Linked DNA regions of Pan troglodytes: region 2 is linked to region 1. A link is a contact called in public Hi-C data. All regions are on one chromosome and are shown on one strand. Each heading gives the region's core, a stretch centred on a gene start, on an enhancer-like site or on the middle of the called end of the contact. The rest is flanking DNA. Distances are from core to core; before and after follow the strand shown.

Region 1 (5,991 bases), core at 392-2,891:
GGCTGGTGACAGGAGCAGATGGTGGGAAGAATGCTGCAGTGACCTAGCGCTGGGAGAGGTCCTACCCTACTGAGTGGTGCGCTCCCACACCCGCACGCATTTCCGCACTCGTTCCCTAGAAGCCAGCCTTGGCGGTAGTTGCCCAGATGTTGGGACACGAGTCCCCATCCAGATGTTTCGCAGGAGGTTTCGTGATGCTTACGTGTTGCAGAGTAGGGAGGCGGTTGGAGGAGGGAGAGCAGGGTCGGAGATGCACTAGGCACTGGAACCCCCCCCCCGCCAACCCACGCCGGGGACTCATTCGGAGACCCTTCTGGGACAGGCACGGGATTAGGAAGTTTAAGTAGAAAGGATGTTTGGAAATCGCTGTCTTGTGTGTGTGTGTGTGTGTGTGTGTGTGTGTGTGTGTGTGTGTGTGTGTGTCTTTCCTTCTTATTCTTTGCCAGGTTAGCTTGGCCTGCCGGTTAACTGAGATTAGTGTAAAGTGTCCTTAACAAAAATCTCCAGCCTTCCAAACTGCCGAAAGTAGGTTGGGGAGGGGAAAAGAGACAGGAGAAATTACCAGGAAGAGAGTCTGGTAAACAAAAGTTTCCTGGTCGAAACATGTGCGTGGGAGTCATGTGTAGGAAGTTTTATCTGGATATGAGTTTGTTGGAGACGTTAGGTTTGAGAAAACTTTCCATCTCCCCCTTTTTCCTGAATAGATATAAAGCCAACATTTGCCTTAATTTAGGAGACAGTGTGATTTGCTAACCTGTGACACTGATTGTTTCGTGTTGTCATTCGCCATCGCTTTTTTAAAAGTCAAACATCAATTTGGAACAAATCCATCACTGAGGTGCACTTATTTAATAGTGAAAGTCTACTCGAAGTCACCCCCAACCACATTTTCTTTGGCAAAATGACCCACCCACCCGGGACTGGGGCGGATAAACGCGTCTTCCAAGAAACAGCAACCGCTAGCTGGGGGAAGTGCGGGTGAGCGGTGCTGCGCTTTGCTGAATTCTTGCCCAGGCGTTTGGAGTTCGGAAGCTCGAGATCAAATTCATACTGGTCGTGTTCAGGAAGTTTTCGATGCCTATAACCCAGCCTCTGCGGGGCCAGAGGGCCTCCAACTCCTGGCTGCAAGCGGTTCCGGGGACAGAACATTCCTTCCGACTCCGACCCCAGAGCGACCCCCGGGGCTGAGTGTCACTCACGAAGTGACTCACCGGGAGCCGCCGCCCGCACTGTACTTACTTCACTGTCGGCGACGGCGGGCGCAGCGGAACCGACCTGAGCCCTGGTCCCTCGACCACGCTGTCCAGGACCAGCCACCAGCAGCCGGCCCCTCTCACTTCCTGAGTAAATGTTCCCAAGTGTCCCCGAGTTTACGCAGCCCCACCCTGGGTCCGGTCCCCCCTCGTCGGAAGCAAACGGAGAAAGCCAGATTGACGTTAGCACCCCTGGTTTGAAAATGTGCCTGAGCAGCGGTAATGGCCAGAGAGGATTCAGATAGCACAGCTGCGAGCACCGGACCCGTGCGCCCCGGCTGTGCTACGGGAGACTTCTTTGCAACTACTTTGAGCCCAAAACGTTTTCTTACAAAACTGTTGAGGGAGAAATAAATTAGGCAGAGGATTTCCCTCCCGCTTTTATATTCTCAGCAATAACTTCTTTCTAGCTTTTCTTTCCGTGTCTCTCTGGGACGTTGTGTTTGTTCTTCGAAGTGACTTATTCGCTCTTAATTTTATAATCTAATCCATTTATTTTAAACTTCTAAAACATGAGAACAAATATATTTCTGAGCACTAGCCCGACTCTATTTGGAAATGTGAGGAGAAAATAGTGTCTCCGTAGGGAGTGTCTTCAAATTTTATGTTATTTAGGCGGAAAATTCATGTTGTATAGGTGTGTGTTAGGCGAACTGTAGCTCCCACGTGGCTAACTTCAGGCTTGCCTGGGTGTGAGTCTTTCAGTGTTTTAAGGATTTTGACAATCCCAATATAAAAAGTCCCTGTCCTGAGGATTAGTAAAGTCTAATAAGTGAGCAATTACAAATTGAGGCAGCTGAATACATTTGGCGTTTCTTTTTTCCGGGGGTGGATTGAGGGAAGGAGGGAGTAGAGGTAAAGATGTGGGCGTCGGAAATTGCTCTGACTGCAGCGCAGAGCTGAGCTCCCACAGCTAAGTCTCGGGCCGGACCCACCCGGCATCCTTTCAATTCCAACTATTGAGAACCACAGGGGAGTTCGCGGTGCGCACCGCGCCGCGGGGCCTTCCCGGCACAAGGTCGGAGGGTCGTCTGGGGCCTGGACAGCACCTGGGCGGGCTGGGAAGCGGCGCCAGAGGACGACCTGGGCGGCGAACTGACGCTTTGGCCCTTTTGCCCACCTAGCTGATCCTCCCATTGCTCTAGAGAGTCTCAGGCTGTGCCGTGAAATTCCCACGCGCGGCGGTCGCTCTCGGTCCACCCTTGGCAAGGGCCATCTCTCCCAACCGTCTTCCCATTCCGCAGATGCAGAACCCAAGGCTCAAACCTGGACAGAGCTGGTAGCCAAATTAACCGTGAACCCAGTTTGAGCTTCTGCCCTTAACCTTTGCTCAGCAGTGCGGGGCTCCCCACGCTTGGACCCTGGGCATCAGCAAACTGCCACCACTAAAACCGAGGGAAAGGTTTACCTCTGATAAACTCATTCAAAATGTTTGTATTCGGAAATGTAGAAAGGAGAGAATTGTATTTCAGCACGTCTATAAGGTTTATGTTTTATTTTGGTTGGTTTATTTGGTATTACCGAATAGGGTACGCAGCTACGGCCTCTCAGGGCTCTCATCTGGGAGGCAGCCCCTCTCCTTTAGGACAGGACAGGGCCGCCACAGGGGCCCTCTCCTCTCGCTCTTCCCCCAGGTCCTGCTGCCAACAGCCCTCTGTGCGACCCCAGTCGGGTCACTCTAAAATTTCACATCTGTAGAATGGGAGACTTGAGCCAAAAGATCCCCGCAGTATTTTTCCGCCTGAAATTTCTCCGATTCTAGGCTCGGGATGGGAGGCTCCGCAGCTGCTCCAGCCTGCGGCCAGCTCCGCCTCCCCAACAGCCACCCTCTGGGGCCGAGCTCCTCTATACCCTCTGCGGCACCGCAAAGCAGGCATTTCCTGGGGCAGCCTGAACCGGTGGCCCAGAGCCCCAGTTCCTGCCACCGGAATCCGGACCTTCCTCCCGCTCCCCTCGCCAGCGAGGCGGCCCCTCGGGGGTTAGCAGCTGCGAGCTCGCTCCGCCTTCTCCAGCGGCCCGGGCATGAAGGGCGGTCGGCGCCGCAGCGGCTCCGATACCCGCCCGGAAGGGAGCGCTCTGGCCCCGGCCTCGCAGCTGCGGGACAGCCGGGAGCGGAGCAGAGGGCAGCCGCGGCCAGTTGTCTCTCCAGCGGACTGGGAAGGGAATTTTATCTCGGCCTGGACTCCCGCTGTACCTTTGTTGGGGGTTAGTGGTGAGGCTGCGGTCGTCCGAGCTCCTGGATGTCGCGGGCGCCGTGATCCCCTCTTCCCGTAGAAGGGCCCAGGGAGCTGCTCGAGGCGCGGGAACCCCTGGCCAGAGGCGGGCACTGGCGCAGCCCCGCGGCTGCTGCTGGCCAAGCCGACGGCAGGGATGAGAAATTCCTTGTAAGAGCGGCTGGAAGGCTCCGCAGAGAGGGAAGAAACTCTTCCCAGAGCGAGCTCCCACTGCGCCTTGGGAATGGTGCACTTTCCAGTTCCAGTTGGACCCTCTGGGATTGTCACAGGAAGCGCTGCCATGTATGAGGAGCCCTCTGCAAACTGCAGAAGGATGGATGCTCTTAGCTTATAAATAAGATTTTGACGCCCTGGTTGGTTTGATGACTTGTGTCATGAGGAGTAGGGGTGTACGCTGATTCCAAATTCTTCCACGCGGCATCCTGCTCTGGGCCGGAGCCTCCCTTGTCTCCTAGAGAAAGGGACAGGGAATCGAAGGATGGGGAGACTGAGGGAGAGGCCCCTATTCCGCACGCTGTCTCCTGGCTGGCTCCTGAAGGGCTGGCTGCTTCCCCCACCTGGAAGTCCAGGCCCCTGTTCGGAAGTCCTCTCCACACAGCCTGACAGTCCCTTGGTTCTCTTATGATTGCTCTCCTCCCGCTTCAGGCCTAGGATGGCAAGGACAGCTCCCACTTACCAGAGCCAAGGCACTACGCCGTTCCTGGGTGTCCTCTTCTCCTCCAGCTCCTTTGTAAGTCCCATGCTCCTCTATTTACCTAGTGGAGGATGTCATGCCAAGACCCTGGCATATGATACACCAGAGCTGCATTGCTTTTCCGAATCTGCTCAAGCTGTACAACACTTCTGAGCCTCAGTACCACCAGCCACCTGTGGTCCTCCGTTTGTCCTCTTCTCCTACAAATACCTCCAGCCCCTCTCTTCCTCCATGATGCTTCTAGCATTGGAAATCCTCCAGGACAATTCTGCCTTCAAGTTTCCTGGCCTGAGCCACTGAGTTGATGGAGGAAAACGTGATAGAGAAGACTCGCCCTCCTTTAATTTTCCCACTTCTATAAGCATATAAACGTGCCCTGCAACTCTCGTAAGTGTCCCCAGGAGACCCGCTTTCCCAGTCTCTGAGACAAACATTTCTTAGCCTTCTCTCCTGCAAGAGATAACATTTCTCAAAGTTTCTTTGAGCATGTAGAGGCTGACAGGGGATGATCTATCCCTTCCACCACCAAACCTCCACACCAGTTGGCACTCCACCCTTGTTATAATGGAGGAAGCTGCAGGCTAGTTCCAGCACGGTGAACCCCAGTAGTGTTTTGCTTCTCAGCCTTTGCCATCTCCTCATCCCTGAGCCATCTCCCTGTGGCAGACACTGATGGGCCACCAGCACTGCATCAGTGAAGGACTTGCTGCCCCAGCTGCTGGCGTGCTGTCAGCACAGCCTCCTGCAGTCCGCCTCTCCACGATTGCGGAAAGCATCTAGGCTGAAGGGTAGGTATGCTGCTTCCCAGGTGACCCCCGGCCAGTGACTGATGTAGAAGCTAAAGGTTTGCTCTTCCCAGCCCAACTTCAGACATCTCTGAAGGGCTGTTCAATCTCCAGAGCTTCTTGTGAGTCGGGCAAAGGGTGTTGGGTTCCACCACAGCTGACCTTCTCCCCCTGCCCACACCTGCTTCCTCCTCCTTCCTTCTGCAGGTGCAGGTGCTGTATGCATTGGTTTATATGCTTCCTGTACATTTCCTCAGGAACCCAACCTGCACCCCTCCTTCTCTAAAGTATGGTTACCATCAGCATCCAGACATACTCCTTTTTTTTTTTTTTTTTTGCTTCTCTTCATAGCAAAATATATGAACAGTTTTTACCTTTCACCTGTCATTTTCTTTTTATTAAGCTAGTTTTTTTCTTCAATGATGAAAAATTTATACAAGCCCTGAAAAGGATCACATGTGTAAGAAATACAGAATATGACTCTCTCTGACCCCAAACTGCCAAACATTGTTTGCGAATAAAAGCAAAAAAGTATACATTCCTCTCCTCCCCTCCTTTCTTTTCCCAAATGGCAGCATTAAAGAGCAATGTTCTGTCATATGGGTGATCGCTCTCTATCAGGGTATGTTTCTTAGAAACACTGACTACAGGTAACGTCAACTTAAAAATGATTGAAGTTATAAATGTCTCTTTATCCCTTGGAGCATTTCCTTTCCTTACCTCTAAACACATTTTCCTTTCCGCGGCTGCCCCCTGCTCCGCTCCCGGCTGTCCCGCAGCTGCGAGGCCTGGGCCAGAGCGCTCTCTTCCGGGCGGGCATCAGAGCCGCTCCAATGTCACTGGAGTATGGTTTCCTAAATGGTACCTCTAAAGTTAAGAAGAAAGTGCAGGCTGGGCACGGTCGCTCACACCTGTAATCCCAGCACTTTGGGAGGCCGAGGAGGGCGGATCACGAAGTCAAGAGATCGAGACCATCTTGGCCAACACGGTGAAACCCCGTCTCCACTAAAAATACAAAAATTAGC
Region 2 (6,384 bases), core at 1,266-3,765, 1.3 Mb after region 1:
ACCAAAAGTGATTCCTCCTATAATTTTGAGATAAGTAGTTTGAGATTACCCAACAGATAGATATGCACATAGGGCACCGATAAAATAGAGGAACCAATGTATTTTTGTTTGTGAAATTTGATATATTTTTTAAAAGGATCAAAGCAGTCATCACAGGAAAAAAATCAGTATTTTATTTATTGCACTACACTTTTTAAAAGCAGTTTTAATGAATTAATTTTTTTTTTTTTTTTTTTTTTTTTTTTTGTAGAGAGTGTCTCACTCTGTCAGCCAGGCTGGAGTAAAGTGGTATGATCATAGCTCACTGCAGCCTCAAACCCCTGGGTTCATGTGATCCTCCTGTCTCAGGCTTCAGAGTAGCTGGGACAACAGGTGCATGCCACCATGTCCAGCTAATTGTTACTTATTTATTTTTAAATTTTTTAGTATTTTTTGGTAGAGATGAGGTCTCGCTTTGTTGCCAGAGCTGCTTTGTTTGTTTGTTTTTGAGATGGAATCTCCCTCCGTCGCCCAGGCTGGAGTGCAATGGCGTGATCTTGGCTCACTGCAACCTCTGTCTCCGGGGTTCAAGTGATTCTCCTGCCTCAGCCTCCCCAGTAGCTGGGATTACAGGCACATGCAACCACTCCCGGCTAATTTTTGTGTTTTTAGTAGAGACGGGGTTTCATCATGTTGGCCAGGCTGGTCTCAAACTCCTGACCTCAGGTGATCCACCTGCCTCGGCCTCCCAAAGTGCTGGGATTACAGGCATAAGCCACCATGCCTGGCCACAGAGCAGGTTTTGAACTACTAGCCTGAAGCTATTCTCCCGCCTTGGCCTCCCAAAGTGCTGGGATTACAGATATGTGCCACGGTGCCCAGGCTTTAAGCAACTTTTAAAAACTATCATTTTTATTTCAAATACTTATGGAGATGGTGGTATGATAATCTTTTCAGTTTGTAACACCCTCTAACTGTGTAAAGTAGATCTGAAGTGTTTTCCTGACCCTCACTGGGATGGTTATTTCAAGTACAAAACGTTTTCACACCGTGGGTGATAATCTTCCATAAAAAATTTCATATTTGAATGAAAACAGCTCAAGAAATACACTAATGAGCAAAAATATATGGGGAAAGAGGAACGTGTAGTTTTGACTTAACTGAAGAAACCAAGAGGAAACTGGTCTCCATATGAAAATGTGATCCTGGAAAGTCAGGTGTCAAGATTTTCGAGTAGGAATCTACATGACTTGAATCTCCCTTACTTCCTGAATAAAAGTGACATCTTTCAGTATTTATTTTAAAAAATCATATGTCAGTGGAGCTTCCAGGTAAATTATCTTTAAAAAATCATATTTGAGTGGAGCTTCCAGGTAAATTATCTTCCTCTTTTAAGGGAGCTCCCTGTATTTCTAGCGGCTTTAACTGATATCCCTTTCAGTGAGAAATCCTCATTAGCTACGTAAGAGGGGACTGGGTGTTTTTTTTCAAAAAGCTGGTATTGGGACATCTACTTCTGTGATGTCCCTGGTCAGCTATATTGTCTAGGAGTTGAACCATTTTGTATTAATTTTCTATCATTTACTGGGTGCCTCTTCTGTGACAGTGCCACTCAAAGGGCTATTGATATATTATCAGGTGACTGAATTCTATATTCTGAAGTAGGAGATATTGTTATTGCTGTTATTACATTTTACAGATAAGAAAGCTGAGGCTCTGAGAGGTCAAGATCACGCAGCTAACAAATGAGCCAAGACTCTTGCTTTAGAGCTTGTCCTCTATTCTTGCTTTTCTTTCCAAAAAACACTACAATTTTTGTTTTGTTTTGTTTTGAGACAGGGTCTCGATCTGTCACCCAGGCTGGAGTGCAGTGGCGCGATTTCGACTCACCGCAACCTCCGCCTCCGCGCTTAAGCGATTCTCCTGCCTCAGCCTCCCGAGTAGCTGGGACTACAAGCTCGGGACACCACGTAAAAATGATCAAGTTCTAACATGTATGCATACGAATTACAATGGAAATAAAATTAGCAAAGCGCTTATGCTAATGCTCAATACAATTGATTTCCTCACATTTAATCCTCACAACCACTACAACCACCTCTAACTCAAGCTCTGAGGGACTGACGTGCCCTAACGACACAGCTCTTATCTGGTGGGAACAGGAGCGTTTTAGCGAAACTCCAAACTCCTAGGACCCGCCTTCCCCAGGAAGGCTTTTCCTGGCACTGTGCTTCCGGAAGTCCCACCCCAGGAGAAAAACAGCTTCCGGAAAAAATTGCGGCCGGGAATCCGGAACAGAACTAGGGGCGGGGCCGCTTGAGACGCTCTAGTATTCCTCTACTCTATGGCCGCTGTCAATTGACAAGTCCCGAGCGGTAAAGCTCCTTTCTATTGGATGAGCAGCCTCGCGTAGGCGGGAAGCTCGGTGCACGGCGCGCTGATTGGCTGGATCCGCCATGCGGAGCGGCTAGGTGGTGCACGGGAAACGCGGGCGTAGGTGACCGGCGGCTTTCTCAGTTTTGGTGGAGACGGGCGCATGTGGGCGCTTTGCTCGCTGCTGCGGTCCGCGGCCGGACGCACCATGTCGCAGGGACGCACCATATCGCAGGCACCCGCCCGCCGCGAGCGGCCGCGCAAGGACCCGCTGCGGCACCTGCGCACGCGAGAGAAGCGCGGACCGTCGGGGTGCTCCGGCGGCCCAAACACCGTGTACCTGCAGGTGGTGGCAGCGGGTAGCCGGGACTCGGGCGCCGCGCTCTACGTCTTCTCCGAGTTCAACCGGTCAGTCTACGAGCCACGCCCCGTCCCGCTGGGCCCTCAGTGCGGCGCAGCCTCTGAGCATCGGGGCACCTCCCAGGGCTTCGGCTTCCCTACTTCACACATGTGGTTCACTGTTGCGGGGGTTCGTGGAGTTATGGTGGGTGGGAAATCCGAGATTCTTTGCATCCATGTGATTTCTGGGGATCTGTGAAGAACTTCAGACGTGGGTCTGAGCGTCCTTTTCCCAACCCTTGGGCCCCGGCCTGGCTGTCAGCACTTTCGGAGCTCCACCCTCTTCCGTGCACCCCAAGGCCAGTGTGTCGTTGTTAGCGTGTGGGGTGGACAGATCTTGTGTGTAGCCGGTGGTGGAGAAAGGACTCATTTTGTCCTAGCACCCACACACACAGGCCCCCACTCCTCTCCACCTCTGCTAAGGAGGGCTCAAAACCCACCAGCATAAATGTGGCTCGGTAGTCCAACGTGGACTTTTAATTTTTTTTCTTTTTTTTTTTTCCAGAGTCTACAATAAAACATCTAATTGGTGTCAGAGAGTTTACAGAATAAAACCTTCTGAATGTCTTGTGTAATGTGTGTCTTGTAGGTATCTCTTCAACTGTGGAGAAGGCATTCAGAGACTCATGCAGGAGCACAAGTGAGTCAGTCTCTTGCTTTCGGAGGGGGAGTTGATTACGGGGCTTGAAAGCCGAAATGTGAGGCCAGTTGTTTTTTATAGCAAAAGTGGCCCTTGTTCTGTTCCTGTTATCCTGTTTAAATGTTTTCTCATTCTTAGGTTAAAGGTTGCTCGCCTGGACAACATATTCCTGACACGAATGCACTGGTCTAATGTTGGGGGCTTAAGTGGTGAGTATATTCTTTGCAGTGTCAGAGGCTGGTGGGAAGTCTCTGGAATTTTAACCGGCTTTACCATTTTTCCAAGTCTGGGGTGGGCAGCTACTTTTTTTTTTTTTTTTTTTTTTTTTTTGGTCAGTGGCGTGATCTTGGCTCACTGCAACCTTTGCCTTCTGGGCTCAGGTGATCCCCTCACCTCAGCCTCCCAAATAGCTGGGACCACACGTGTGCCCCATCACACCTGGCTAATTTTTTTGTATTTTTTGTAGCGACGGGGTTTCGCTATGTTGCCCAGGCTGGTCTCAAACTTCTGCAATCCTCCTGTCTCGGCCTCCCAAAGTGCTGGGATTACAGGCATGAGCCACCGCACCGGGCCTGGAATTCTTTTTATACCAGCCCAGTCAGCAGCAGCACAGAGCATTAAAAGCTGTGACTCAGGAGAACAGATTTTAATTTGGATACCACCTCTTAAGTGTTACCATCCACTTAGTTTCTTGCATTGCGGGGACAGAGATTTGTGGCAGTAAACTGGAGAGTCTAGCAGTGGTGATTACAGTTAATATGTTTATCGCAGACGCCATTGGCACATTGGCAGCCACACACATACCCACTGTCCAGATTACCCTGTCATTTATGTCTGTCAACCGGAAGGTCAGGATTGTGTTGCAGCCAAATTGTGTGGGCTTGGTGGCATGGACCGGAAGGAGTGAAGTGTTAGACCAGTCTCCCTTCTCAGGGCTGAGACTAGGGTGAGGCACTTAGGGTGCCAGCCCTTCACTTGCATGATTCCTTACATTTTGCACACTGGGTGCCTTGCTGCTTCACCCTAGTGACAGCTCAGCCCATTCTAGAGGCATTTAAAGAATATTTGGTGTCTGTTACACCTCTAGCTGGCATCACTTCTGCTCTGTACATCTTCCCTGGTTATACTTCCAAAGCTGGAAGGTGGAGATGTAGATAAATAGTTGGATTAGTACGGGGTGCTCCTCCTGTTAGTGACGACAGGTCAAATTGATGAGAGATCTGATTTTATGCATCCTTTTTAGGAATGATTCTTACTTTAAAGGAAACCGGGCTTCCAAAGTGTGTACTTTCTGGACCTCCACAACTGGTGAGTCTTTCCTGACACATCTTTCAAAAGCAATCTTTCCTTTTGTAATATCAGTAACAAGAATTTTCCTTTTTGCAAATCAGTCTTCTGCCCTCCAGAGATACCTGGTCGTTGAAACGCTTCCCCTTTCAAGTTAAAAAGACTTGAGTTCTGATTAACTATGTGACCTTGACCAAGTTACTTTACCTTTCTGAGCTTTAGTTTATTCATCTGTAAGATGACTATCACGTTTCATAGAGTTGTTAAAGATTAAAGGACGTAGCAGCACATGTAAAGCACTAAATCACTTTATTAGATATATGTTTGGCACCAAGTAGGCACACAAGAAAGGGCAGCTTTTGTTTTTATTCAATAAATTTCTGACATCTTCTTACCTTTCAGTCCAGCTTATTACACTCTTGAGAAGGCGTGTGTGTGTTGTTGAATATAACAGTTCATTTTCCAGTCCTTAAGAAGAAAGTCACCAAGACCTGTTAAGTCTTTCCCCAAAATAACGTTTGAAATCCATCCATTTGTCTCTTATTGAGGCCTTCCTTATTTCTGTTTTCTATGCCTGTAAACTACAATAGCCTCCCATATTCATTCTCGCCTTCCTGTAATCCATCTGCCACACAGCAGCCAGAGAGGTCACTTTAAGACAGAAAAGTAGTGTGTCACTTGCCACCCTAAAGCCCTTCATGGGCTCCCCATTGCAATACAATCAAAACACCTTGATATGGCCTACAAGTCCTGTAGGCCCCGGCCGCTACCCACACTTCCATCTGTACCCATCGCTGAACTGCAGCTGCATGGGCTGACTCTTATGTCCCTCTAACTCCCTGGCCACTTCAGGACTTTCGCCCTTCCGCAGGTTCCCTCTGCCTCTTCTAATTGCTGCCTATATTGTTACTGAACCTTCAGGGCTCAGCTAGAGGGTCATCTACTCCAGAACTGTCTCTTCTTCTCTAGACAAGTTGGATCCCAGCCCTCTGTATTTTTCATTTTCCTTGCAGAGCACTTAGCATAATGCCACTAAGCTGTTTCTGTTATCATGTTTCCTTTTGTCTCCTCCACTGGCCTGATTAGAGCAAGGCCTCCATCTCTTTTTCCTGCTATATCCTTGGCATCTGATATAATGGATACTCAGTAAATATTTGTAATAAATGATGTTCAAAATATTTACTAAGCTTTGTTTTATGTTGATACCTATTGGTAACCTTTTAAATACTTGAATAGTTGCTGTGTTCTACATTTGTTCAACCATAACTGCTCATTTCTTTGTTTTTCATTAGGAAAAATACCTCGAAGCAATCAAAATATTTTCTGGTCCATTGAAAGGAATAGAACTGGGTATGTCTTTGTCTGTGACTCATCCTCTGCTATTTCTAACTTACATATGCCCTGACCTCTCAAATTAGAATCCATTAAAAACATCAACATTAAACCTCAAAATCAAATGCTTCATCACCACGAGATTTTTTTTTTTTTTTTGGATAGAGTCTTGCTTTCTTACCAGGCTGGAGTGCAGTGGCATGATCTCGGCTCACTGCAACCTCCACCTCTTGGGTTCAAGCCATTCTCCCACCTCAGCCTCCCGAGTAGCTAGGACTACAGGCGCACACCACCATGCTCAGCTAATTTTTTGTATTTTTAGTAGAGACGGGGTTTCACCATGTTGGCCAGGATAGTCTCGATCTCTTGACCTT

Evidence for each region. Hi-C and Micro-C count contacts between places; a contact is called where the count stands out from the background.
Region 2: a contact with region 1 is called in a Hi-C map of stem cell-derived neural progenitor cells, with 6 times the contacts expected there. The contact joins the promoter of ELAC2 here to the promoter of HS3ST3B1 in region 1. A contact is called at or near these places in 1 of 7 Hi-C or Micro-C datasets (stem cell-derived neural progenitor cells) and 1 of 1 datasets of contacts at active chromatin or transcription factors (stem cell-derived excitatory neurons).

Annotation. Positions count from the first base shown.
Region 1 is chr19:56,398,163-56,404,153 of NHGRI_mPanTro3-v2.0_pri, forward strand. HS3ST3B1 (heparan sulfate-glucosamine 3-sulfotransferase 3B1) reads right to left here and starts at 1,642. Exons shown (of 3, transcript XR_675343.5): 1 at 1-1,642.
Region 2 is chr19:57,677,357-57,683,740 of NHGRI_mPanTro3-v2.0_pri, forward strand. It overlaps ELAC2 (elaC ribonuclease Z 2), which reads left to right and starts at 2,516. Exons shown (of 24, transcript NM_001009034.1): 1 at 2,516-2,760; 2 at 3,341-3,391; 3 at 3,530-3,600; 4 at 4,635-4,699; 5 at 5,971-6,028. The coding sequence starts at 2,516.